Regions from separate parts of the Mus musculus genome. Here regions 2, 3, 4, 5, 6 and 7 are each linked to region 1. The links are chromatin contacts, called in public HiChIP or PLAC-seq and promoter capture Hi-C maps. All regions are on one chromosome and are shown on one strand. Each heading gives the region's core, a stretch centred on a gene start, on an enhancer-like site or on the middle of the called end of the contact. The rest is flanking DNA. Distances are from core to core; before and after follow the strand shown.

What was found. Promoter capture Hi-C pulls out the DNA fragments that hold promoters and counts their contacts. HiChIP or PLAC-seq counts read pairs in DNA pulled down with a chosen protein or histone mark. Capture Hi-C pulls out chosen DNA fragments and counts their contacts.
Region 2: a contact with region 1 is called in an H3K27ac HiChIP or PLAC-seq map of stem cell-derived neural progenitor cells, with 5 times the contacts expected there. The contact joins the enhancer-like site here to the promoter of Junos in region 1. A contact is called at or near these places in 4 of 39 promoter capture datasets (embryonic stem cells, hippocampal neurons, liver and 1 more), 1 of 484 Hi-C or Micro-C datasets (cerebral cortex) and 15 of 115 datasets of contacts at active chromatin or transcription factors (the NIH/3T3 cell line, astrocytes, bone marrow-derived macrophages and 9 more).
Region 3: a contact with region 1 is called in a promoter capture Hi-C map of liver. The contact joins the promoter of Hook1 here to the promoter of Junos in region 1. A contact is called at or near these places in 3 of 39 promoter capture datasets (cranial neural crest, embryonic stem cells and neural stem cells), 3 of 15 datasets of contacts at CTCF or cohesin (embryonic stem cells, pro-B cells and stem cell-derived epiblast-like cells), 22 of 484 Hi-C or Micro-C datasets (B cells, CD4 T cells, CD8 T cells and 14 more), 38 of 115 datasets of contacts at active chromatin or transcription factors (the 230-238 cell line, CD4 single positive thymocytes, CD8 T cells and 25 more) and 2 of 9 other capture datasets (embryonic stem cells and liver).
Region 4: a contact with region 1 is called in a promoter capture Hi-C map of second pharyngeal arch cranial neural crest. The contact joins the enhancer-like site here to the promoter of Junos in region 1. A contact is called at or near these places in 13 of 39 promoter capture datasets (the C10 cell line, the HPC-7 cell line, cranial neural crest and 7 more), 2 of 15 datasets of contacts at CTCF or cohesin (both in the NIH/3T3 cell line), 7 of 484 Hi-C or Micro-C datasets (Th1 cells, bone marrow-derived macrophages, cerebral cortex and 2 more), 37 of 115 datasets of contacts at active chromatin or transcription factors (SST interneurons, T-cell acute lymphoblastic leukemia, Th2 cells and 27 more) and 4 of 9 other capture datasets (adipose tissue, embryonic stem cells, macrophages and 1 more).
Region 5: an H3K4me3 HiChIP or PLAC-seq map of bone marrow-derived macrophages shows a contact between it and region 1, with 21 times the contacts expected there. The contact joins the enhancer-like site here to the promoter of Junos in region 1. A contact is called at or near these places in 13 of 39 promoter capture datasets (the C10 cell line, the HPC-7 cell line, the SN4741 cell line and 9 more), 1 of 15 datasets of contacts at CTCF or cohesin (large pre-B cells), 14 of 484 Hi-C or Micro-C datasets (B cells, LSK cells, bone marrow and 10 more), 32 of 115 datasets of contacts at active chromatin or transcription factors (the 230-238 cell line, bone marrow-derived macrophages, craniofacial prominence and 22 more) and 4 of 9 other capture datasets (adipose tissue, liver, macrophages and 1 more).
Region 6: a contact with region 1 is called in an H3K27ac HiChIP or PLAC-seq map of epiblast stem cells, with 10 times the contacts expected there. The contact joins the enhancer-like site here to the promoter of Junos in region 1. A contact is called at or near these places in 13 of 39 promoter capture datasets (the 3T3-L1 cell line, the C10 cell line, the HPC-7 cell line and 9 more), 2 of 15 datasets of contacts at CTCF or cohesin (the NIH/3T3 cell line and large pre-B cells), 2 of 484 Hi-C or Micro-C datasets (bone marrow-derived macrophages and uterus), 26 of 115 datasets of contacts at active chromatin or transcription factors (the 230-238 cell line, SST interneurons, T-cell acute lymphoblastic leukemia and 18 more) and 3 of 9 other capture datasets (embryonic stem cells, liver and pancreatic islet).
Region 7: a contact with region 1 is called in an H3K4me3 HiChIP or PLAC-seq map of bone marrow-derived macrophages, with 15 times the contacts expected there. The contact joins the enhancer-like site here to the promoter of Junos in region 1. A contact is called at or near these places in 14 of 39 promoter capture datasets (the 3T3-L1 cell line, 3T3-L1-derived adipocytes, the C10 cell line and 9 more), 3 of 15 datasets of contacts at CTCF or cohesin (the NIH/3T3 cell line, large pre-B cells and pro-B cells), 2 of 484 Hi-C or Micro-C datasets (the AML12 cell line and bone marrow-derived macrophages), 34 of 115 datasets of contacts at active chromatin or transcription factors (CD4 single positive thymocytes, DN3 thymocytes, acute myeloid leukemia and 26 more) and 5 of 9 other capture datasets (adipose tissue, embryonic stem cells, liver and 2 more).

The regions. Positions count from the first base shown.
Region 1 is chr4:95,050,866-95,053,977 of GRCm38.p6, forward strand. Junos (a long non-coding RNA gene) reads left to right here and starts at 1,452. Exons shown (of 5, transcript XR_867920.3): 1 at 1,452-1,517. Jun (jun proto-oncogene) reads right to left here and starts at 1,357. Exons shown (of 1, transcript NM_010591.2): 1 at 1-1,357. The coding sequence starts at 406.
Region 2 is chr4:96,027,221-96,030,332 of GRCm38.p6, forward strand. No RefSeq gene overlaps it. Among named protein-coding and RNA genes, the nearest start is that of Cyp2j13, 49 kb to the right of the region's middle. Within about 2 kb of position 1,466, at least 55 of the 459 cell types and tissues checked have an H3K27ac peak or open chromatin away from gene starts, as enhancers often do. A contact at or near this core is called in cerebral cortex, forebrain and stem cell-derived neural progenitor cells, where this site is marked.
Region 3 is chr4:95,965,908-95,969,019 of GRCm38.p6, forward strand. It overlaps Hook1 (hook microtubule tethering protein 1), which reads left to right and starts at 1,472. Exons shown (of 22, transcript NM_030014.2): 1 at 1,472-1,649. The coding sequence starts at 1,587. 9530080O11Rik (RIKEN cDNA 9530080O11 gene) reads right to left here and starts at 1,748. Exons shown (of 2, transcript NR_045776.1): 1 at 1,217-1,748.
Region 4 is chr4:95,899,631-95,902,742 of GRCm38.p6, forward strand. All of the region lies in intron 14 of Fggy (FGGY carbohydrate kinase domain containing), which reads left to right. Among named protein-coding and RNA genes, the nearest start is that of Hook1, 66 kb to the right of the region's middle. Within about 2 kb of position 1,426, at least 24 of the 459 cell types and tissues checked have an H3K27ac peak or open chromatin away from gene starts, as enhancers often do. A contact at or near this core is called in craniofacial prominence, embryonic limb bud and second pharyngeal arch cranial neural crest, where this site is marked.
Region 5 is chr4:95,844,539-95,847,650 of GRCm38.p6, forward strand. The region is part of intron 13 of Fggy (FGGY carbohydrate kinase domain containing); the gene reads left to right. Among named protein-coding and RNA genes, the nearest start is that of Hook1, 120 kb to the right of the region's middle. Within about 2 kb of position 1,508, at least 111 of the 459 cell types and tissues checked have an H3K27ac peak or open chromatin away from gene starts, as enhancers often do. A contact at or near this core is called in the 230-238 cell line, B cells, adipose tissue and 14 more, where this site is marked.
Region 6 is chr4:95,820,551-95,823,662 of GRCm38.p6, forward strand. It overlaps Fggy (FGGY carbohydrate kinase domain containing), which reads left to right. Exons shown (of 16, transcript NM_001113412.1): 11 at 1,428-1,575. Among named protein-coding and RNA genes, the nearest start is that of Hook1, 150 kb to the right of the region's middle. Within about 2 kb of position 1,506, at least 43 of the 459 cell types and tissues checked have an H3K27ac peak or open chromatin away from gene starts, as enhancers often do. A contact at or near this core is called in craniofacial prominence, embryonic limb bud, epiblast stem cells and 3 more, where this site is marked.
Region 7 is chr4:95,769,110-95,772,221 of GRCm38.p6, forward strand. It overlaps Fggy (FGGY carbohydrate kinase domain containing), which reads left to right. Exons shown (of 16, transcript NM_001113412.1): 8 at 317-420. Among named protein-coding and RNA genes, the nearest start is that of Hook1, 200 kb to the right of the region's middle. Within about 2 kb of position 1,557, at least 13 of the 459 cell types and tissues checked have an H3K27ac peak or open chromatin away from gene starts, as enhancers often do. A contact at or near this core is called in adipose tissue and bone marrow-derived macrophages, where this site is marked.

The DNA.
Region 1 (3,112 bases), core at 202-2,701:
GCTGTGCCGCGGAGGTGACACTGGGAAGCGTGTTCTGGCTATGCAGTTCAGCCAGGGCGCGCACGAAGCCCTCGGCGAAGCCCTCCTGCTCGTCGGTCACGTTCTTGGGGCACAAGAACTGGGTGGGGGTCGGTGTAGTGGTGATGTGCCCATTGCTGGACTGGATGATCAGGCGCTCCAGCTCCGGCGACGCCAGCTTGAGCAGCCCGACGTCGGGCGACGTGAGAAGGTCCGAGTTCTTGGCGCGGAGGTGCGGCTTCAGACTGCCCACCGGGTCGGCCAGGTTCAAGGTCATGCTCTGTTTTAGGATCTTAGGGTTACTGTAGCCGTAGGCACCGCTCTCGGACTGGAGGAACGAGGCGTTGAGGGCATCGTCGTAGAAGGTCGTTTCCATCTTTGCAGTCATAGAACGGTCCGTCACTTCACGCGGGGTTAGCCTGGGCTGTGCGCAGAAGTTTCGGGGCCGCAACAGCGCGCCGGGAAGCGGGGGGATACCCGCGCGTCCCCGCTTCTGTAACAAAGTTTGTTTAGGAGCGTGCGCTCCAGACGGCAGTGCTTCCCCCTGAGCCCTCCTCCCCAGTTCGCTCCAGGGAGCGCAGGGTTAAGACTCCGCTAGCACTCACGTTGGTAGGCTCCCGCGCGATGCCGAGCTTTGAAAAGTCGCGGTCACTCACGGAGCGCTCTCGGGGAGCAGCGGTTCCTTGGAGCCCGCAGACCAGTCCCAGCAACAGCGGCTCTCCGGCGGTGCTGACCAGTCGTCACGGAATTCTCGGTGGAAGCCCGCGATCGGGCTCTGCCGCCCGGCCTCCGACAACTGTCCCCTCCTCCGCTGTGAGGGGGAGGGGGACGCTAGGCAGCCGCGGCTAGCGCTCGCCCAACTTCAGCCGCCTGTGCGAACTGGTATGAGTATAGGTTCCTCTTCTCCCTTTTCTTTACAGTCTCGGTGGCAGCCTTAAGGCGCAGAAGAGATTTGCAAAAGTTCGCTCCCGGCCACTTGTTACCGGTCCTCTGGGTCAGGAAAGTTGCTGGCCGGTAGCCGCTCGCCTATTTCCTCGCGCGGTCGGGAGCCGCTCTCGATGCTGTCAGCAGCGCCCGGACTTGTGAGCTTCTTCTCCGTGGAAGGCGGGAGAAGGGACTCTCCAAATGCTCCCCAAAATACCGGTGCAGGAGCCGCGGGCGCTGGATCCAAGCAGTTGGTGAGAAAATGAAGACAAACGGATGAACAGTCCGGAGTCCGCGGCCGACCGGGTTGGCCAAGTCCGTCCGTCTGTCTGTCTGTCTGCCTGAGCGCTCTCCTGCCAGGCTGTCTCTGCCACACTCAGTGCAACTCTGAGTCCTTATCCAGCCTGAGCTCAACACTTATCTGCTACCAGTCAATCCCTAAAAATAGCCCATGATGTCACCCCGAGGCTTTCCCATTGGCTTGCGTCGTTCTCAGGGGGGCGGGCCCACCCGTCGCCATGGAGACCTCACCCTAGAAGATTCTTCTCTGGGCCCGCGAAGGCTCACGGGATGAGGTAATGCTCCGCTGCGCTCCTACAGTTGGGCCCTTCTTTCTCCTCCTCCCCCCCCCCCCTCCCGCGCTCAGCTTCGGCTTGTGTTCCCGGGTTCCCTCCCCGGCGCGTCTTTCCCGGCCCGCCCGGTGCATTGTGGGCTGACGTCTTGGTTTGGCTGTCTAGTGACGGAGGCTGCCGGTCGGCAGGACCCTTGCGGAGTCTGTCGGAGGCGGGCTCAAGTTCAGGGCTGGGGACTGGGACCGAGACGCGGGGATCCAGAAAGCAGGGGAGGCGCGCTAGTGGCCGGGGGCGGAGAGCTTGGGTGGGAGTGAAGGTTGCACACAGGCGCGCGCCCGCGCGCGGGCACACACACACACACACACACGCACGCACGCCCGAGAAAGGGCTGAATGATCTGAGTGACTGAAGCTGGCTCCGCACCCCCGCACTTCCGGGGGACAGAGCGATGCGGGTTAAAAGGGTTGTGTGCGCCCTGGGTGTGGGAGCACGTAAGTGCGTTGAAGTTGAGCGGGTTTGAGAGTAGCCCTCCAAGATGAGTATGCTTGGAAGTTTAGTTTCGGAGAAGGATCTGCGCCGCAGTGTGCTGTACCTGGAAACCAGAGATTTGCGGTGTTCGGAACCGACTCATCAGGGTCCCCGGCACAACACTTTATTCTCTGGACGTGCCGGGGGAGGGGTGTTCGCTTTGCCTCCGAGGGACCCCTCCTCTAGGTGTGAAAGATGCTAGCCCAGCGCCCATGGGGTGTCGAAAGCAACATATAAAGGTTCGAAACTCAGGAAACCTCGGCGATCGCCTGCGCTAGCACATACACACGGTCCCGCGCACACTCAGTCTGCGCCCGCCCTTCCTCCCTCCCTGATTTGCTTCTGGGAAAACAAGCCTTGAGAGCTGCGGACTCGCCCCAAGTCACGGTGCTTAAGCAGGAGTCCCTGGTAGAAACAGGCTGAAAACTCCCCTCCCCGCTCACTGGTGGAGTCATATCCTGTGCGGCCTCTAGGAAGCGCTAGACACATGTAAGTTATTTCTTTTCTAAGGTTCTGCTATCAGCCCTCCACCCTCCACCCCTCAGGACTAAAGAGGTGGCAAGCTTGGTTCTCCCAGGGCATAAGGGCAAATCTCAGAACTTCTCTGAGCTTTATTGGTCTCATCTAGAAGTAGAGCGAATGAGGTCCACTACACCGGGCTGCCAGGCATTAGTTTTGACTCTGAGAATAGCCCCCTTCCCTACCAGCTTCGGAGTTACCCTGGGCCGTCGGTGGGGTGGGGGTGGGGTGATTTGGAGGATCCTGGGTTGAGATTTGGCAGGAGCCCGTAAGCAAGATAGAAAAAGGACCGGGAGCCAACTCTTCCCTTAAGCCTCCCTTCAGCCTAGGACTTGAAGTTTGAAGTTGGACCTAGAAAGGTTCTAATTTGGACTTTGCTGCCTCAGAACTCAGCTCAGGGTTTGTACCCTGAAGCCTTAAGATATTTTGCCTTTTGAGTATTCAGAACCCAATAGCAGCTGGTATCGGTGGGAAACCCGCCAGCTCTTTTTCACTGCCGGCTGCAGAGGGTAACTGGCTGCTACCAGTCAAGCGCTGACCTTGGTGGGGGC
Region 2 (3,112 bases), core at 216-2,715, 980 kb after region 1:
AAAATGTTGCTAAAATTGTTTTGATAAAGATTTATTTCCAAAGAGAACAAAGCATTGAAAAGAGGCTTAGACTGGGAGAAATATTTGTTAAAACATGTAAAAAGAAAAAGAAAAAATATGTTAAAATATATGGATTTATAAAACATATCTAAGATATTGATTCTCTTTCTAAATGATTTTTTTTTTGCAACTGTAGTTACATCATTTCCTCCCATACACACCTCCACTCTGAATTTATGGTCTCTTTTTCTTTCATTGTTTTATATATATATACACACACACACACGTATAAAATATATATACATATATTCCTAAATATATAAATAGTACCTGTTCATTTTGGGTGATGTGCCCTATATGTATATGACCTCAAGACTGACCTCTAGATATTGGATAAGCAATTGGGGAGAACTGTACCCTCAGGAAGACCATTTTTCCCTCTCTCCACAGTCCCCAGTTGTCTAGTGTTGAGGCCCCGTGAGATTTCTCCATTTCATGTTCTTTTTGTCCGTTTCCTTTTCTTCAGGTCTTGTTTAGCCAACCAAAAGAGTTTGCCACTCTCCTGCTAGTTGGTAGAAAGCACATGCTGTTCTATGAGCTTTGTAAGGAAAACATCAAACTGCCTGGGAGAAAAAAGTTATGGGGATATAATTACTATATTTTGACCAAGTATTGTGTTTCTTTGACATCTTCCCTTGGTCCTTACAAATGGCAAAGCAGGTGGGAAGTTAAAGTAGTAACAGTTCTAAAATCCCAGTGCCAAACACCAAGACATTTGTGCATTGTATGCCCATCTTGAAGATACTGTCTCTGTCACACTGGAGAGACCAGGCTGAATGGCTGTTACCTAAGACGTGGCAGAAAACATGAACTGAGTTCAGGCACTCAGGGGCTACTCCTGTAATGTTTGTTCATCTTCTTAACCAAGCCAATCATGTGGCCTTTCCTGGCTTTATTAGGCCATTATGTAAAATAATACAAGGACTAACAAAGTAACCCAGCAAGGGGATAATGATTCCCTTTACCAGGAAGCCTTTAGAGCAGATGCTGTTCTGTCTTTCAGGTAGGCAGGGGGAAGTACGGTAAGCTGTTTATATCAAGAGCAGAAGGTAACTGACAAACCTTGGGTGGGACAGTTAGCCAGAGCCGTGGCCTACTTCATCTGGTCACCAGGAGACTCCCTGGGGTCTTTTAATGTAGTTGGATGTGCATAAGAGTGCTGTGATGTTTTTGGTCCCTGATGTATTTGGACAAAGAGAAGCCTTTGTTCTGACCTTAGTAGGTACAGTCAGCACCACTGGTGACTCAGTGCCAGCTCCTGAAGGCACCCTTTGCAGCTGGCCCCTTTCTTCTTGCTCAGTTTAATGCAACCATTTCAGAAGAAAAGTTCTTGCTGTGCCAGAGCAGAACAAACAGCTCATGGTGAGTGCACAAGAACACAGGGTGACCCAGAAAATACCAGTATCCACAGAGGCAGCTGCCAGCTCATGAGACACATATAGGGGAGTGTGGAGGGTAGACCCAGGGAAGCCAGCTGGGAACTAGGGCAGAAACAGAGATTCTCACAGAGCTATGTTGCTCCGCTGTTTCTGAAAGATGGTAATGAAATTAGCAGAAGGAAAAAAATACGTCCGAAGAAGAAAATGCAGCCAACAGTCAGCATCTGTGGTTCTAATTTCTGACTGCAATCAAAGAAAGATGACAGCTGAGGGTACGTTCATGCGGGAACGTGAAGAAATAATGTCCCACGTGTATGCAGATTTTCTTAAAACTAAGCTTACAGGCAGGAGGATTTAAGTTAATCAGCAAAATATCAAACTCTTAACAGGACAGGTGATATACTCCTTAGAGTGAAAATAGAGGGGATTGTGCCAAGAAGAGCCAGGGCACCCCTGTAAAAACTACAGTGAACACCAGAAACAAGCCTTAAGGAACAAATGTCTCCAGAGAGCCAAGATGGGAAGCTATCAATATAAAATTACACCTGGTCTTTTTTTTAAACAATTCACGTCATGCCACAGAAGAGGGACGAGCGAAAGGAAACGGAGAAACCAGGGCACCATTTGCAATGCTACTCTTTAAAGTAAGACATAGATCATTCTGGGGACTTTGCCCAAGTACCCCCTCCCCAAAGATTGCTAGTAGTGAAGAAATAATGAGCTGCTGTAGTTATGAGTTCATATACACACATGTATATTTATGCATGTGGTGAATTTTTCTTTGGATGACAATTTATTTGCATATTTGTCTCACTAGACTGAGGGCCCTGAGGTCTTAGTGCCCTTCTACCTCTCCTTGTTCACAGTATCTCCCTTATAATCTACAGCCAGTAAGTATTTGTTGAACTGGGTTGAAAATACTCTTAATTTGAGGCTGCTTTTAAGGTACAGCTCCATCCACTTTTACCACGTAGAAGAAAAAGAGTAAAGCAGTTTTACCAAATAAGAAAATGCACTTGGAGTCACTTATATATCATCTGCAAAAAGTGATATTTTGACTTCCTCTTTTCCAATTTAGGGAAGTGGGGGGGGGGGAGGGTATGGGGGACTTTTGGGATAGCATTGGAAATGTAATTGAGGAAAATATGTAATAAAAAATATTAATAAAAAAAAAGAAAGAAAATGTACTTGGAATGGCTCTATTCTAGGATTCTGCCACCTAAGCAGAATGAAACGAGACTATTTTCCACTTAAAAATTTATCTGTAGTTTTACTTTCAGAAAGTGAACGATCACTTGACCCCAAGTCTTTATTGTACATCCCTATGCTTAGGCCTGGCCTGTCTTCAGCACAAATGTCAAGTTGGTTTAGCCAGAGCCTATGGTTCCTTAGGGTTCTATTCAGTGACTCTGAAACGTCCCAGATCCTGCTACAAACCCTACCTATCCAGAATGTAGACTGAGCTCAGCTCAGTAATGTCAAAGCCTGATTTTACTGGTGTTAGTCGTGGCCTCATTTTTCTAGAGATGCATCTTAGTCAGTAGCAAAGGAGGAAAGCATAGTCGGCCTCTCATTTCCGCCCTTTTACCTGACAAGAGGAACTACAGACACCTCTTCCCACAAACAAACAAACAAACAAAAAACAAAACACCTTGCCCATGGCATGGCTCAGT
Region 3 (3,112 bases), core at 222-2,721, 920 kb after region 1:
CTTTAGATTTATATTCATTTCACACTTGTCAGAATTAGTCTTTTTTTTTTTTTTTTTGCTGTTTTTCAGTAATGTGATTTTCTAACTTTTCAAATTGGAAAGAATTGAAATTTTAGTAGGTCACTTATCTGTGGGTCTCAGTGATAAACGTGCTTTAAAGAGTGTGTGGTTATAGTAATTCACATTGCAAAGTTTACAATTCCCAACTTACATTATTTTCATAATATGTGCTTATATTTTAGCCAGAGATATCTTTAGAAATGTAGAGGCTGTGGTCTCTACCCGTAACATTGAGAGCAACGCGGGTGGTGGTGGGGGGGGGGGAGGGCGGGGGTTGGGAGAGAGTCACAATACCGACTCTTCAATTCTTTAGGCCTATAGTTTTCATGAAGTTTCATTAGTATTTATTGTGTCTAGAATACACTTTAGCAAAATTGTGAGGTTGCGTCGAAAATGCCCTCACTGTATTTTTAAAATGAAACTGATTTATAACAGGGGGTTTATAATTTATTGTCCAACAGTTTTGCTCAACGTTTAAATATAAAAATCACAGAGAGTTAAGCGAACCAGCTGCCTCTTAATACAGAGTATGAATTGATGGATTAATGAATGAGTGAAGTGGTGAGAACCAAGAGTTAGAATAATATTGTAGCCCCTTCCAATAATGACACAATTTATCATGTTGGATTGCCACTTTCCAGATTTTATGGACCATGCCACCAACATCCTCAGTGGACACATCATTATTATTATTTTTTAACATAGAAACGAGCAGGTAGGGTACACAGATACAGCCTATGCTTTTTGAACACTATTTAATTTTGCTATCTAAAAACGGCCTTCCCCTTTGCCCCATTTAAAATGAAATCAGCCACAACCTGTGATTCTGTGAGGGCTTCTTTGACTTAGGCAGCATGGAGGTCTGTTTTTTCCTTAGGAAACACGTTTCTTGGTCACGTGGTTCCTCTTGCTTTGGGGGTTTCAATTCCTGAGCACTGTGGTGGGGAATGAGAAGAGGCTGGAGGCTGAGAGTGGGTCTGTACTAGTGCTAACCAGGAGAAATGGAAGGTTGGCCTCTGAGCCCTCCACTACCTTTGGCCACTCTAGCTCGCGCAGGCGCGCTCTCCTTCCTACCCCCAGCCCCGCCCTCATTGCACCTGCCAGGTCATAAACCTCCGCCCACCCACACCCGCTTCGCCTGGCGGTCCGGGCTTACCCCTCCTTGATTGGCCAAGAGTCTCTGGAGCGCGTCCAATCAGCAGCCCTCCTGTGCGACCTATTCCCGCTCCTCCCGCCCTGCCGGCCTCGCTGGTGCCCAGCTTCTTTGTGACTGGTGCTCGCAGAGGTCACTCAGCGTGCGGTGTGCGATCGGCGGGCGGGGCCGGCTCAGGTGCCGGGACGCGGGACAGACGCGGTGGGCGAGGGGGCGGTCGCGCCGCGACGTCTGCGCCGTGAGGCTTCGCGCGTGAGTGGCGCGGGCGCCAGGCCTGGCCGCCGAGCTCCAGTGGCGGGCGCGGAGGTCGTTGACGCGGGCCCGGTCGGAGGCGCGTCCGTCGCTGTGAGCGCGGCGTCGAGGTTCTCGGACCATGGAGGACCCGCAGCCGCTGCCACAGTCCGAGCTGCCGCTGTGTGACAGCCTCATCATCTGGGTGAGTGTAGTTCCACGCTTGCCAGCGAGGCCACCTGCGGGGCGAGCGGAGCACGGAGCCTCCGGCTGCCACGTACACCTCCTCCGCAACCCTTCCGTCCCAGCCTCTGAGAGCTCCGCCTCGCACAGGTGACCAGGAGGCGCTGGCAGCCTCGGTTCCCAGATTGCTGTCCTTTTGGGCCCACACAGCACCCATGGCGGTGTAGACACAGCTGAGAGAGATGGCCAAATTACCTTTGATGTGGGAGCTCTTTTTCATTTTTTCCCCCTCTTCCTCCCCTTCCCATCTTAATACCTTTCTTTTTTTAAAGTAAAAAAGAATTGGCTTTTTTTGTTTACGCTTGATCCATGTGCAGGATTTTTTTAGCGCAGATTGCCTCAGTCCTCATTTTTTCCCAGTATTCCGGTGAGCCAAATGGTTTCTAACCTGTTGGAATTTCCTAGATATGACAGAACTGCCGTCCAGGTGTGATTTCTAGGCCTTTATTGTGCTAGGATAGTGTTTGATGCCCTACAGTTGGGTGTTGATAGCGCTGATGGCTCAACTCAGTTGTATAATTGTGAAGAGAGTCTGATTGGAATGTAAGTAGACTGGATCAGGAGGATTACATCCTCCAAGAGATTGACTGGCCATCTTCTAATACTAGCAAATCCAAAGGACAAATAGGGAAGATCTCTATGAGTGTTTGAAATTTGTAGTCACTTTTGCACTTTAGACTTTGATAACATGTTTTAAGTAGAATGTAGTTAGGATCTCAGGGTTAAAGCGTTTAGCTCACTGTAGACCTGCATGTTTATTTAAATTACTATTTAGGTTTAGATATTGTATTTAAGATTGTTAGGAAAGAAGGCAGTATTACTTTAATGATCCCATTTGTTTAAAAACAAATGTCTAATCATAGGGTGTATTCAGGTCTGCAATTTTGTGCTCTGATCATCTGACTGAGATGGTAAACTGGGTTCTTTATGATGTCACTGACTTCCCTATGAGGTCACATGGAGTTCAAGAGTTTCTTAAACTATACTGCAATATTTCCAAGTGCTATGACCATATCCTTTCTTAAAGCAGTATTTTGACTTCCTACTTTGTGCTGGCCTCACAGGAATTAGTTTAACTAGCAGAGTTGTGTATCATTACAATGAAAGGCAAAGTTCCCCAAGATCTAGAGAGAGAGAGAGAAAGAGAGAGAGAGAAACAGAGAGAGAGAGGGAGAGACACACAGAGAGAGAGAGAATGAACCAGATAAGGATTCATAGACAATAGAGGGTGAGAGGGTGGTTGGTTAGCTCTTGCTAATTGGCTCCTGCAGTGATCTCCCAGGCTGTTGTACACTGGAGAAAATTGAATGGCTGAAAATCAGTTATTGCTTCTAATCATGGCGGTAGATGCACTGTTCTCCCTGACACTGTCCAGCTTGGTGATGGGGAAGGACATGGTGGTTCTGATTCTTTTTAGGACGCTTC
Region 4 (3,112 bases), core at 176-2,675, 850 kb after region 1:
TGGGATCACCTTTGCTGTGCTATTCTTCCTCATACTGATAAGCAGAGTGGACAAGAAGGCTGGTTATAGGAACAGTTCTTATCTTGCCCCTGTCACTTACCTGACAGAGTTCTTGGTAACTTAGCAGACTAATAATATGTTCTTTGTACATAAACTAAGTTGAATATTTCTTCCCAAGCTGCAAATAGCCTAACCAGTCTATCAAGTCAAATCCCAACTCATTGCTGAAAGAATCCATTGTTGTTTTGAGTTTTAATATCTGATGTGCAGGACAGTGTAAAGAACCTTTCAAGTAATTGGGTGATGTTTACACACACACACACACACACACACACACACACACACATATTACTTTCTGCACAAAGGTCCTGGACCCCAGAGCGTTTCTTTTCCGCTTATCAGACCACTGAGGTAAGGGTTAAGCCATTCTCCTCCTTTGGCTGACATCTGGGCCCCACTGGATGCTGCCCAGCTCTCCTCAGCTGAGAAGGATCTACAGCCAAAACTCAAGTCCCAGCCTTTGTAGCGGGCAATCTCCTGGCCATCTGTGAGCATGTCAGCTCTCTCCAGCAAGGGATCCTTCACATTATGGCATTTTCCCCAGTGACTCCACATTAGGGAGCATTTGTGGATGCTTGCTTTATGCACAGCAATATTAATATTCACTCCATCCTTACCAGGCAAACCTTGCTCCTACTTTAGAGAAGACAAAGCTTAGAAAAATTAAAAAGCCTGCCTAGGCTAGTAGAATAGGCAAGTCTCAAACCAGGTCTTCCCAGAGTTCTTGCCTCCACACTCAGCTCAGATCTGGAGGTATTGTAGGGAAGGAATTGAAATGGCTTTGTAAAAACAGGAAGTACAACTCAGCCTGTATTGTTCCAGTATCACAAAATGCACAGCATGAGATTCCCCTAGGACCTCTCCCCTTCACAAGCCTGTGTTCAGGAGCTGAAAGTGGGGAAAGCCTATCCCAGGACTTAAAACACTGATCTGTGAGTCCCAGAACAAAGAGATCAGGACAGCAGGCATGGGGAGGGTCGAACACATACCTAATTCTGAGCATTTACAACTGAGGAGGGGAGCCAGCTCTGGGGTTTCCTGCTTCTTTCCACAGATCTTTCAAAGTAGATTAACCCTCTCTGTAAGGAAAAAAACCTACCTCTTTGAGAACATTAATTTTGTTCTCATCTAGAAGCCATGCTGAGCTACACTAGAGGTAATGGCATGTAAAAAAAAAATGTTCCCAGAGACACTCCCAGCTGAACACACAAAGAATCTGGTCCCCAAGGAACAGTATAAGGATTGTCTGAAGGACTCGACATTGGTGAGATTACAGAAATCATAATATATGAATAAATGAACATATGGAAGAAATCAGGAAAGCCCTCCCATTCTTCCCATATGTAAACCTGGCCTTCAAGTAAAGTCCTTAAGTAAATGCAGATGTAGCCAAACCAGGGACCAGATGGCAAACAAGCACTGGACCAAGAGGTAAAGAAAGCTTTCCATGTTTATTCAAAGATGGGGGAAGTCATAATCCAGAATGCTGTGGTGTTCTCAGAAGGGTGACCTCAGGTCACATACACCCAACCAAGGCACAGTACAACCAAAACAACATTGACAGAGTTTATAACAATTGTGATTTGCTGTAGAAAAGCCACTACCATCTTACGTGACCAGAATCTGATGTCAAAAGTTGTACGTTTGGGACATGAAAGCAATGGTTGTACATTTGGGACATGAAAGCAATGTTTAGAGCAGAGGAGCAGGACTAGAGGGGCAGGAAAGCAGCAGCATTGGCCTTTGCTCGGCATTCACATGTGCCGGCAGCTTTGATGCTTGGTCTCCTTTAATTCTCTTACCTATGCACCAGGTATTGGGAAAATTCTGTAAAGGCATTTTAAATGGATCAAGAGATGTTAGGTCCCTAGATCCTACCTAAGCAGTGCCTTTGTCACTCTTCCGGTGTTACTTCAGCCCATGTCCTTCAACCTCAGTCTGTTTCCTCCTTGGATAGATACATGCTCTGCAACATCATCTCTTAGTGCCTGTGCGTCCTTGGAATCTCAGTGCACCTGGGGATGCTCACCTAGCTATCACTAGTACTTCCTGGGTTCTGCCCACATTCTCAGCTTCGTAGTTCATGTTCTTAGAATGAATACAATTTGACAAGGAAGACAGGTCCCTGAAGACTCTGGTTAGGGTCTGCCATATCCTCTCTACCCTTCCTGCCCAAACCAGAAGAACTAGGGGGACAATTTTAGCTACCCAGGTACTGCCTTGAGATTAAAGCAAACATACTGTGAGGTACGGAGTAGAACATGACTCTGTTTTCACCTTCTTCACAGCCTGCTGAGTCCTGGCTTCTCAGTGTTCAGGAGTTTACACATTGAACGAAGGAAGTTCTGGTAGTGCTTCACCTTCAGGTACATGCTTAAATGAGCATTAAGGTACCCTTCCCTTGCCATTCCACTAAATCACTGTATGTGGAGCAGTAGGTAGAAAGTGCTGTCAAGCTTGTCAGGCCTGCTTCCTGACGTTATGACTAAGCCTGCTGCCTCAAGAAAACCATGGCATTCTTTGGGTCTTGGCGTGCTTGACTCTAAAGGGCTGAAGGATTTCCTGAGAATCATTTTGGTTTCATCTCTTCCCACTCATCTGTCCTCTTTCATGTGTGCATTCATTCTGAATGTCATCTGTTTCCCCATCACTCTTAACCCTGGACCAGGATGAGAGACTGCACATGAAGCATAAGGCAGACTTCTGTAACTACATGTCAATCACCAGCACGCAGGGCGGGCACCCTTATTCTTGTTGTCTACTTGGGGTTGGCCATTAGGAGACACAAGCAGAAAGCTAGAGTTGTTGTTGTTGTTATTATTATTATTATTATTATTATTATTATTATTATTATTCCAGCATCCTCTGCAGGGTTACTATAAGTTGGCTGCATCCATTTACTGCCTCACCTACTACAGAGGTAGTCTCATGCAGACAAGTATCTCTGTGTGGTGGGAACCTGTTTTCTCTCCCTTCACTTCTTCAAACTAAGAGGTACAAACGGTTCCCTACTGTTCCTGGTCTACAAATTCTTATTTCCTTTCATAATCCA
Region 5 (3,112 bases), core at 258-2,757, 790 kb after region 1:
CATAATAAATACACTGTGAGAAGAGCCCTGAGTGGGAAGAGCATAATGTGCACTTTGCTCAGTTTTGGATCTTGTAGCACAGGGTAAGTGATCAGGCTATCTGAAGAAGGAACCTAGGTCCAAAATGCTGTGGACAAGATCTAGCATGGGCCTGTAATTCCAAGGGCACCCAAATGCTGAGATTCCATCTCAGTGCCCAAGGGGTTCTGGTCGTAAAGTCATGCGTTTAGCATCTTTGTGATGGGCATAGGGAGTAGGGGACAGTGGCAAACTGGCATCTGGGAAGAGTCCAGAGCTCCAGGAAAAGCTCTCTGGGAGGACACCTTGCAGGGGTATAAATAAACCCTGACCTAGCTTCAAGTCTCCCTGTGCTAGTACCTTCAACATTCTAGTATCTTCTCCCCAAGTGTCTCCTGGAGACTGTTGCGCCCTCCTGTACCCATTGCTCGGTACCCAGACACCAGGTATAAGCACAGGATAAGGCTCCCCTTGTGGTGGTAGTTGGCGGGGGGCATAGATGTCTGTCATGAGCCCACCTTACCCTGGGCTCCATTCCGTATGAACCCACCCATTGTGTTTCTTCCATAGCGAGTAGGTTGGTGTCTGAGCTCAGACTGACTCATGAGATCATTCCTGCTCCAGGCCATGCAGATACGGGGCCTTTATCCAAGTGATAGGCTCATTCCCTGCATATAAGGTACTAAATAAGGAACTAACTAGAATACCTATTCATATCTTACAGAGAAGTAGACCAAGGCACAATTTGGGGGCTCACCTAGAAAAGCATGTTGTGTTAAAGATCGATTAGGATGTGGGGAAGCATGGACTTTGCCCCCCTCAGCCAAGTGCCTAGTCTGTTGGTAGGAATCATACTGCAATCATTAATTCTCCCTAACTGCTGAAATTAGAAAGTAGACTGCATTGTAGTCAAACAAAGAAGGAAGAAGGACAGGAGAGGTACATTCAATTGGCTTCCCTAAATCAGGCAGCCACATAATATTGGGATTGGGATTGGGCCATTGAGCCAGGTTTCTGGACCTTTCCTTTATTGCTCTCCGATGATGCCAGCCCTGTTCCAAGGTTTGTAAACCTGCAGAAGTGGACCACAAAGAGTGGAGTAGACAGAAATGAAAGTAAGATCAGCTGGATGGCTCAGCTAAGACACAGGCCTGAAGTCTGCTCTGTGATTCCCCACTTCTTAGCTTTTAGTTACCCAAAGCCACATCCCACCTGGATGGAAGCAGGTTAAAAGCCAGCTTCAGTACAGGGAATGGGGAAAAGAGGACCCTTGAGCAGGGTAGCCAGAGGTGACCTGGGAACAGCCTGGGCAGGCACGACAGCTCAGGGTTTTGTGAAAATGGGCCATCCTCTAGTCATGTGTCCCTGAGCGTCAAAAAAGCCAGGGAATGCCACTTTGCTGCAAGCTCTGCATTGGGAACTGTTGTTCTCTGGGCTGCTGAATGGAAGGCTGTTAGTGGCTGTTTGGGTTCAGGCAGAAATTGGACCCTTTGTCTCTAACTACTGGCTAGTTACAGTTGTGGACAAAGAGACCTTTTCTTGGCCTGAAATTCCTCTACTCATGACTGACAAAGGATGGCACAGTGCATCTGCCTTCAAATGCTTTGGCTTCTGCTAAACTCATTAATGCATCCGATAAAATAGCTGACATTCCAGGCAAAGCCTCCCTCTTCCTGCCTTTACCCAGGGCTCAGAGAAAGGAATGCACTTGAGTCTGTTCTGTAAAGAAGCCTGGGGAAAGGTGAGGCCCTGGTACCTTTAAGCACTACAATTGCGCTGCTTTCCCTGTCCAGAACAATGTAGAGCAAAACACAGCATAGTATGAAATCCTCAGACATCCGCATGAAAAATTGCAGAGCCGAGTAGTGGAAAGATCAGCAGGCCAGCTGTCTGACGTAGAGGAAGTCACTTTACTTGTGAGAGCCTGGGGTCCCTCTTCTGAAAAAAACCACAACGTTGTTGTCTACCTCATGTAGACCACTCTGGGGAATTGAGTTCTAGGTTCTTGGAGCTCATAGGGAGTGATCCTAGCCTGTTGCTTCACTTCCTCCCTCCAGGCAGCCCTATGCCCCAAAAGGAGAAGGCATGGTGGAGAAAAAGAGTTTAAGATTTTATAAGCAATTTTGGCCAGGTTAGGAAAAGCAGGCTTTATTAAGGCAGGAAATATGGGCTGTACCACCTTGGGAAATGACTTGGGCACCAGAGGCACTTCCTGTACCCTGGCCATGGACTTAACTGTGATTTCCAAAAACAGTCTGCATGCGTGTACCAAGTAACTGTAACCGTCCTGCAGACTTGGGACTAAATGTTCAGTCTTGTAAATTGTGCTTTTTTAGGGCTGGCAGTTTCTCTAGGGTTTCCTTCTTCCTGTCTCACTATTCTGACTTTTAGTTCTTTACCCCCCAACACCCCTCCTCCCGCCAACACTCACAAGCACCCCCTGGGTACACAGGCTGTCAAGTACTTGGCTTGAGGATACAAAGAACAAGATGTCTCCAAGAAGTCCATTACCAAACAGCAAAGTTTCCATTGTCTTCTGACCAGTGTGCAGAAGAATATAATAGAGACCCGGAGATCAGAGGTGACAGGCCAGGCAGGAAAGGTAAGCTTACTTAAACTTGGCCAACTTGAATAAAGGGTTTATTTACAGAGGTAAGGAAAACCTAGGCAGCCAGGAAGACCCCCATAGCTGCTAACCTATTTCTATTCCCTAGGCTTAGGGATGAGGAACTGGAGGGACCCAGCCCAAGATAGGAGCTTAGTTCAGTTTTAACCAGAGGGCACTTTGCAAATGAGAAAACAGAGGTAAGAAATGGTTAAACAACCTGTCTAATATTGCACAGCTGTGTCAGCAAGGAAGCCAGAATTCAAACTCTGGCAAGCCAATTCAAGAGTGAGAGCTAATGAGGAGCTACTAGGGGGTTCCCCTGGCCTCTACTGTCTAAGGGAGCAGCCTAGGACTCATTCCTTCCTACTCAGAAATTGTGAAGTTGTGGGTCTATTGTGAAGAGCTGAAGATGAACAATGTTTGGAAGAGTGTCTTAAAACAAAACAAAACAAAACAAACAAACAAAAAAACCCAGTTCTCTATCAA
Region 6 (3,112 bases), core at 256-2,755, 770 kb after region 1:
TGGGTAATGCTCCCCTGGCTTTGCTGATGTTGCAAACAGACATTCATCAATTTGTACACTCATGTGTTTTGGTTTTCTCCACGTTTTGCATTAGAATTTCATATACATTTTTTACTTACTAAAAGAAATTTCACTGGACCTGTGTTTATAGTTCAGTGGTTAAGCATTTGGATGGCATTCTCAAAACTCTAAGTTTCATTTCCAGAACAGAAACACACACACACACACACACACACACACACACACACACACACACACACACACACACACAGTTTTCACTGATAGAGAGGAAAAGAGAGTTTGAAACTATTTTTATGATTTTTTTTTTCAGAAACCTACAGAAACATCATGGTATCCATGGGGACACTCCTGGCATTGCAAAATATGAACTTGAAGTCACTTCTTCTAAAGCATTTTAAGAATGCAAATCACAAATATTGGCAGAAGTATTCTAGCTGCTAACCTCCTGTGGGCATTGCCCATGCTTTGTCTCTCTGAGGTTTTCTGGTCCATCTTTGGGATCTTTGGTTCAGAGCTTTGGAAGGTTCATTTTCCCCAGATTCCCTAGCTAGTGAACTGTGTCCCACAGTAAAACTTAACCCAGTGAAGTATTATGATACTACATTATGAAGTAAGTATTATTATACTACATAATGAACAGGAAATAGACATTCAGAGAGGCTAACTGTAGCCAGGATAGAAAACAGTATCTGAAACTTGCACTGTTTTCACTCCCAAGTTTGTCATCTTTTGACCTGAGAAATGTCATTGATTAAGGGGGTCATTCCAATTCCACCATTTTACACCTCAATCAACTAAAACTTAAAATGGGAAAACCTACACGATAGCCTTTCAAAGTCATGGTTCTGAATCCCATGTCTAATTCTTGATCCTTACTGTGTGTATGACGCTCACTCATTGGATCCAGGAGCGTATATTTATCTCTATTTGTCATTTCATCATTTTTACAATTAGGAAGACAGATTTAAATAAATCCTTTGCATATGCACCATATTGTACTGCAGTTTACAGAATGCTGTATGTTTGCATACATGGTCTTTGATCTTCATAATAACCATATGAGGTAAGTTGGACAGAGATTGTAGGATGTTTCTACAGATGAGAAGAGGACAGTTCGAGAGCTTGGAATAACTGGCTCATGTGTACACACCTACCAGGAGTGAAGCCATTGTCTGACCAGGTCTCCTGACTCCAAGCCTTTCCATGGGAAGTGCTGCCCTGGCATGACAGTGTGTTGTGAGAGTTCAGGGGCTAGTTTCATATAAGAGCAGCTGCTTTGCTCAAGCTTTTGAGAGCCCTCTTTGCTTTCCTGGGTCTGATATCGAAGTGCAAATGGTTTCTTTCTGCAGAATAATTTGCTTTTCAACCCTATCCCCTTTTAAAATCAAAATCCACTTCTTTTCCAGATGCCAGAGTATATATGCATATTTGAATAGTCACCTGGATCTGATTAAGAAGGCTCAGCCTGTGGGTTTCCTCACTGTTGATTTACATGTTTGGCCAGATTTCCATGGCAACCGGTCTCCCTTAGCAGATCTGACTCTGAAGGGCATGGTAAGTAAAAGCCAGTCCATGCACGGAGGTGAAGGCCAGCCAAGGGGTTGCAAAGTTTGGAAGACACAAAGTGAGGAGACAGGAAAAGAGGGAACAACTGAGAAAAGGTGGCCAAGAAGAGCTGGCTTTTGTCAGTTGCCTTGGTCAGGTTGCTCCTGCTCTCCAGAAAGATCTGTTAGCCATTGTTGTTGTTTCCAAGCCAGCTCAGAGCGCCTTTGAGATAGTATTTCTGTACTCAACTACTGCTGTGTCTTACTGCCCTGGTGTGGCTGAAAGTCCTGCCTATGTCATTTTTACATTTACACTGATTTGTAGTCATGTTTTCCATCTCTGTCTCCAGGCTACCCACTACCTCAGTGGTAAATATTACCACCCATGGTCCCACTTCCTGAAGCAAGCCTGAGAGCCATGGCTGTTCTGAGCCCATAGCAAAATTTCAGAATTTCAGATTTAACTTCAGCTAAAAATATAATTAATAACTAATATTGGGGGATCAAGTCTGCTCTTTTTTATTTTTGTTTTTTATTTATTTTTATTAATCATTTTCTTCATTTACATTTCAAATGAAATTCCCCTTCCCAGTTACCTCTCCACAAACTTCCCCATCCCATCTCTCTCCTCCCTCCCCTTTGCCTCTGTGAGGGTGTTCCTCCACCCATTCACCCACTCCCATCTAACCCCACTATCGTCCCCCTATGATTGGCTATCAAGCCTCCGTCCCCTCCCATTGATGTCAGGTAAGGCCAATCTCTTTTACATATGTATCTGGAACCTTGGATCCTTCCATGTATACTCTTTGCTATTAAGAATCTTTAAGGCTACATTCAGCCCAGAGATCATGAGCCCTCCTGTAGAGTTCAGGAGGAAATTGGTGGCAAGCTCACACCTGGATGAGGCTGTAGTACCTCCAAGCCAGACAGGATCTGTAGCTGTGAGGAGGCTGGCTATTGAGAACACTGAGAGCTAGGCTTGGAGGTGAATGAAACAAGTTAAATCTAGAGAGGAAGAGAACTTTCAGTTCTAATGGACCACATAAGAATTCCTAAATGCCAAGTCTAGGAAGGGGAGTGTAAGGAAAGTGAAAATGGGAAGTGAGAAGGTAGTCTCTGAGCAAATGCCACTAACATGCAGGAGCAACATTAACTGTGAGAAGGCCTACTGGCTTCAGGAATTTAAGGTTTGTGGTTAAATTCATTAAGATTGTTTAAAATAGTTTTATGATGCTTCCACAAAGTTCAAAACCTCATTTTTATTACAGAGTTGACCACATAATCAACTTCTCTTCATAAAGCAAAATCATGAAACACTAAGGAAACTGGACAAGTCAACAGTGTGTTTGTCTGGAACCTGTGAAGCATGCCTATGAAATAAGCTGAGCTGGGCCTCTGAATTCAAACACGGAGGCAGGGGAGACCTCTCAAAAGTAGACACAGCTATAGTTTTTGCTTTCTGATAATCAACAAATGCAAACTGTTGGGTAGGAAGGAAAACAACTTATACAAGTACAAATATATATATATATATATGACTATCTTAA
Region 7 (3,112 bases), core at 307-2,806, 720 kb after region 1:
TTTGTATGTGTATAGTTAGAGTTGGTCTTATTCTGACAAGGTTAGATGACATATATGGACTAGAGTAAGGCAAAAACAGAATATACTTCCTAGTTTGCCCTTGGCTAGCAAGTAAATTTTTGTTATAGTCGTTTGTTTGTTATTTTATATTTTTTAACTTGAGACCAAATATGGGATTCTTACACACTTATGTATGTTCCCCTTTCTTTAATAAAAAGTATTTTTTTTTTATTTTTGGCTTGCTTTTAGCTTTCTTACACACACACACAAAATCTCTTTTCTTAAGAACATTCTGTTTGGTTTTACTTTCCCACAGGAGTGATTGGGGCAGATGTGAGAGGTCACGGGCTTACCTGTGAGGGACAGCCAGTGACGTCAAGGCTGGCTGTCATCTGTGGAACATCATCTTGTCACATGGGGGTAAGTGCACCACGTTGAAAGGCAAGGCCACCACAAACAGTGGAGGCAGCCCAGAGCCCAATCCTGGAAACTACTGGCTCCTTCGCCTCTCCATTCTTTCTGTCTCCCCCTTCCCTAGCACCGGCCTGACCGATCTTGCCAAGCCTCTTTCCAGTGGCCAACTTGTTGAAGAAAATGGAAGGGTGCTCAGTGAGTTCACCTGGGCTGCAGAGCTGACAAAGCCCTCCAGACATCTCTCCTCAAAGGGTGGCTAGGTCTCCCTGCGCACAGGTGTCTATTTTCATTGGCCACTGAGCTCTCTCTCTCCATCCATATAAATCCATCTCCCTGGGAGTGTCCTGATGATCTATAGAATCGGGCTGCATATCATGACTTCAAAAGAACACTGATAAGCAATTTTCACTGTGCTAATTTTTCTCCATGAATGAGTGGAAAGGCTTTCTCCAAGATTGCAGTAAAATTTAGTGCCTGCCCTAAAATTTATATCTTTTTTAAATGCATGAGTCTGAAAGCATTCCATTTCGATAAGTACCCATTTCTACCATATTTTTATTTAAAAGTCATTACTCTGTTAAAGTGAGATGGACGACTCCTTGGATTTTTCCCAGATGAGTAAAACCAAGGAGAAAGTGGAGGAGGAGATGAGCAGAGAATGCAGGACACAGGGCAGAATCTCAGCAGTGAGGGAGCGCAGCTCTTAAATAACTGCACTTTTCTTCACAGGCAGCTGTTTTGATTCAATAATATTCTCTGAAACTTTCTCTTTTGTCCTGGCTATTAAATTCTCAGAACAAAAGGATAGCAAAGACTTCCCCATAGCTGAGATGGGCTTATGGGTCCTTGAAAGCAGATTAAGTTTGAGATCGCTGTGCTACACATCTGATCTATGCTAGGCACTTAGTCTCACCCTTAGTCTCTGTGTAGAGATGGTTCCCAGTCCCACACAGGGTCCCAGCTTTCTGCAGAATATAGAGTTTTCTATCCGCTGTCTCCTAGCGTGAGCACTGAGAGAGTGCTTCTCTCAGAGAGCATCTGTTCGAGGCCAGCCTGTGACTGCCAGTCTTGTTTTTATGGAGCAGAGAAGGAAGAGTGGCTGACTCAGAAGGGAACTCTTGGTGGCAGAAACTTTCCCGATGTGACACTTGGGCTGAACTTTAAGGAACTACATTTTATTTCAAGCTTCTCTGAACTCTAGGCACTATCGTATCTTTTTGTTCCCTTTTTGTTGGAAATAGACTTTTTTCTTATATAATATATCCTAAATACACTTCCCCTCCCTCTCCTCCTCCTAGATGTTCCTCACCTCTCCTCCCAGCTGGATTCAACCCCTTCCTGTTTCTTACTAGAAAACAAACCGGCTTCTAAGTGATAGAGATAAAATAAGATTAAAACCAAACTCACTGAATAGGATATTACAAACGGACAGAAAGAAAAGAGCCTAAGAAAAGACACAAGAAACAGATATAGAAACAGAGACACACTTGTTCACATACACAGGAATCCCATTAAAATACCCATAAAACTGGAAGCCACAGTACGTGTTTATGTTTGTTCGTGTGTTTATGTGAGCATGTTTTGTATGTGTCTGTGTGTGTATTATATGTCCATATTATATTATTGATATATATATTATATATTATATATTTTAGTATCCTTAACTGGTTTTAGAAGTCTCACCCACTCACTTTCTACAGCCCTGTGCTAGAAGGACAAACCTAAAGAAGCTAGGCCTTCTTAAACCAGAAGTGTGGAACAGTAGCCAGTTCTCTTTTCTCTTGACATGGGTCTAAGCTGCCAGTGTGTCCTCACTGAAATTATTAAAATCTCTGCTATCTTCAGTGGGACACATCTTATCTAGCTTCCCGAATCAGAGTCTTGACACTTTTGCCCTCTAATTCAGACTTGCACACAGAAGCCGCCCCCACGGATGGGAGTTGCCTCCTTATAGCTTCCCTCAGTGCCACTGTCTCTTCACCGGGTGGCACGAGAGCTTTGTCTACTGTATCCTGGTTTTACAAATTAGAAAAAGGAGGCAGAAAGCTCAAGTGCTTCCCTCAAGGTCACAAAAATGGTACTTTCTGGAACAAAGACCCAAAAACACTCTCTTGGTTGTGGTTTCAGAGATCCAACTTTTTAGTGCTACTCGATATCATGTGTTCTTATCCCATGCCCATCCCAGAACAGAGAGATTGTAGGCATTTTGATTTCCAGATGCAGGTTGTAAAATCTCCTAGTATCGGTTCAGTCCCATGATCTGAGTGAACCCCTCAATCTCTCTAAGCCTCAGATTCTTCATCCATTATATAAGAGGCAAGACTGCCTGTACCAGAGAGTTTGTGGGTAACATGCATTTTATCTGACCGTGATGTGCAGTTTCACAGACACTCAAAAATAGTAATGATACTTATAAAAATGTCCCCGTGACATAAATAGTGCACATGAGACAACTGTTGGAGCTTTAACAAACTTGATGGGCAGCTGCAGTTGGATACAGTGAATGGCAGTCATAAAATGTCAGTTTATTGTCTTTTGTTGGACTGAAAGTATAGTCCCCACCTCCACCCCGTTTTGTACTTGCTAGTGTGAAGAGGCCTGTAGGCTAAAGGGATTAATCATCAGCTTTAATGCTATGTCAGGAGGGTTAGACTGTGGTCTCCAGTACCTTTGATCTCCCTCAGGTGCTGGGAACACA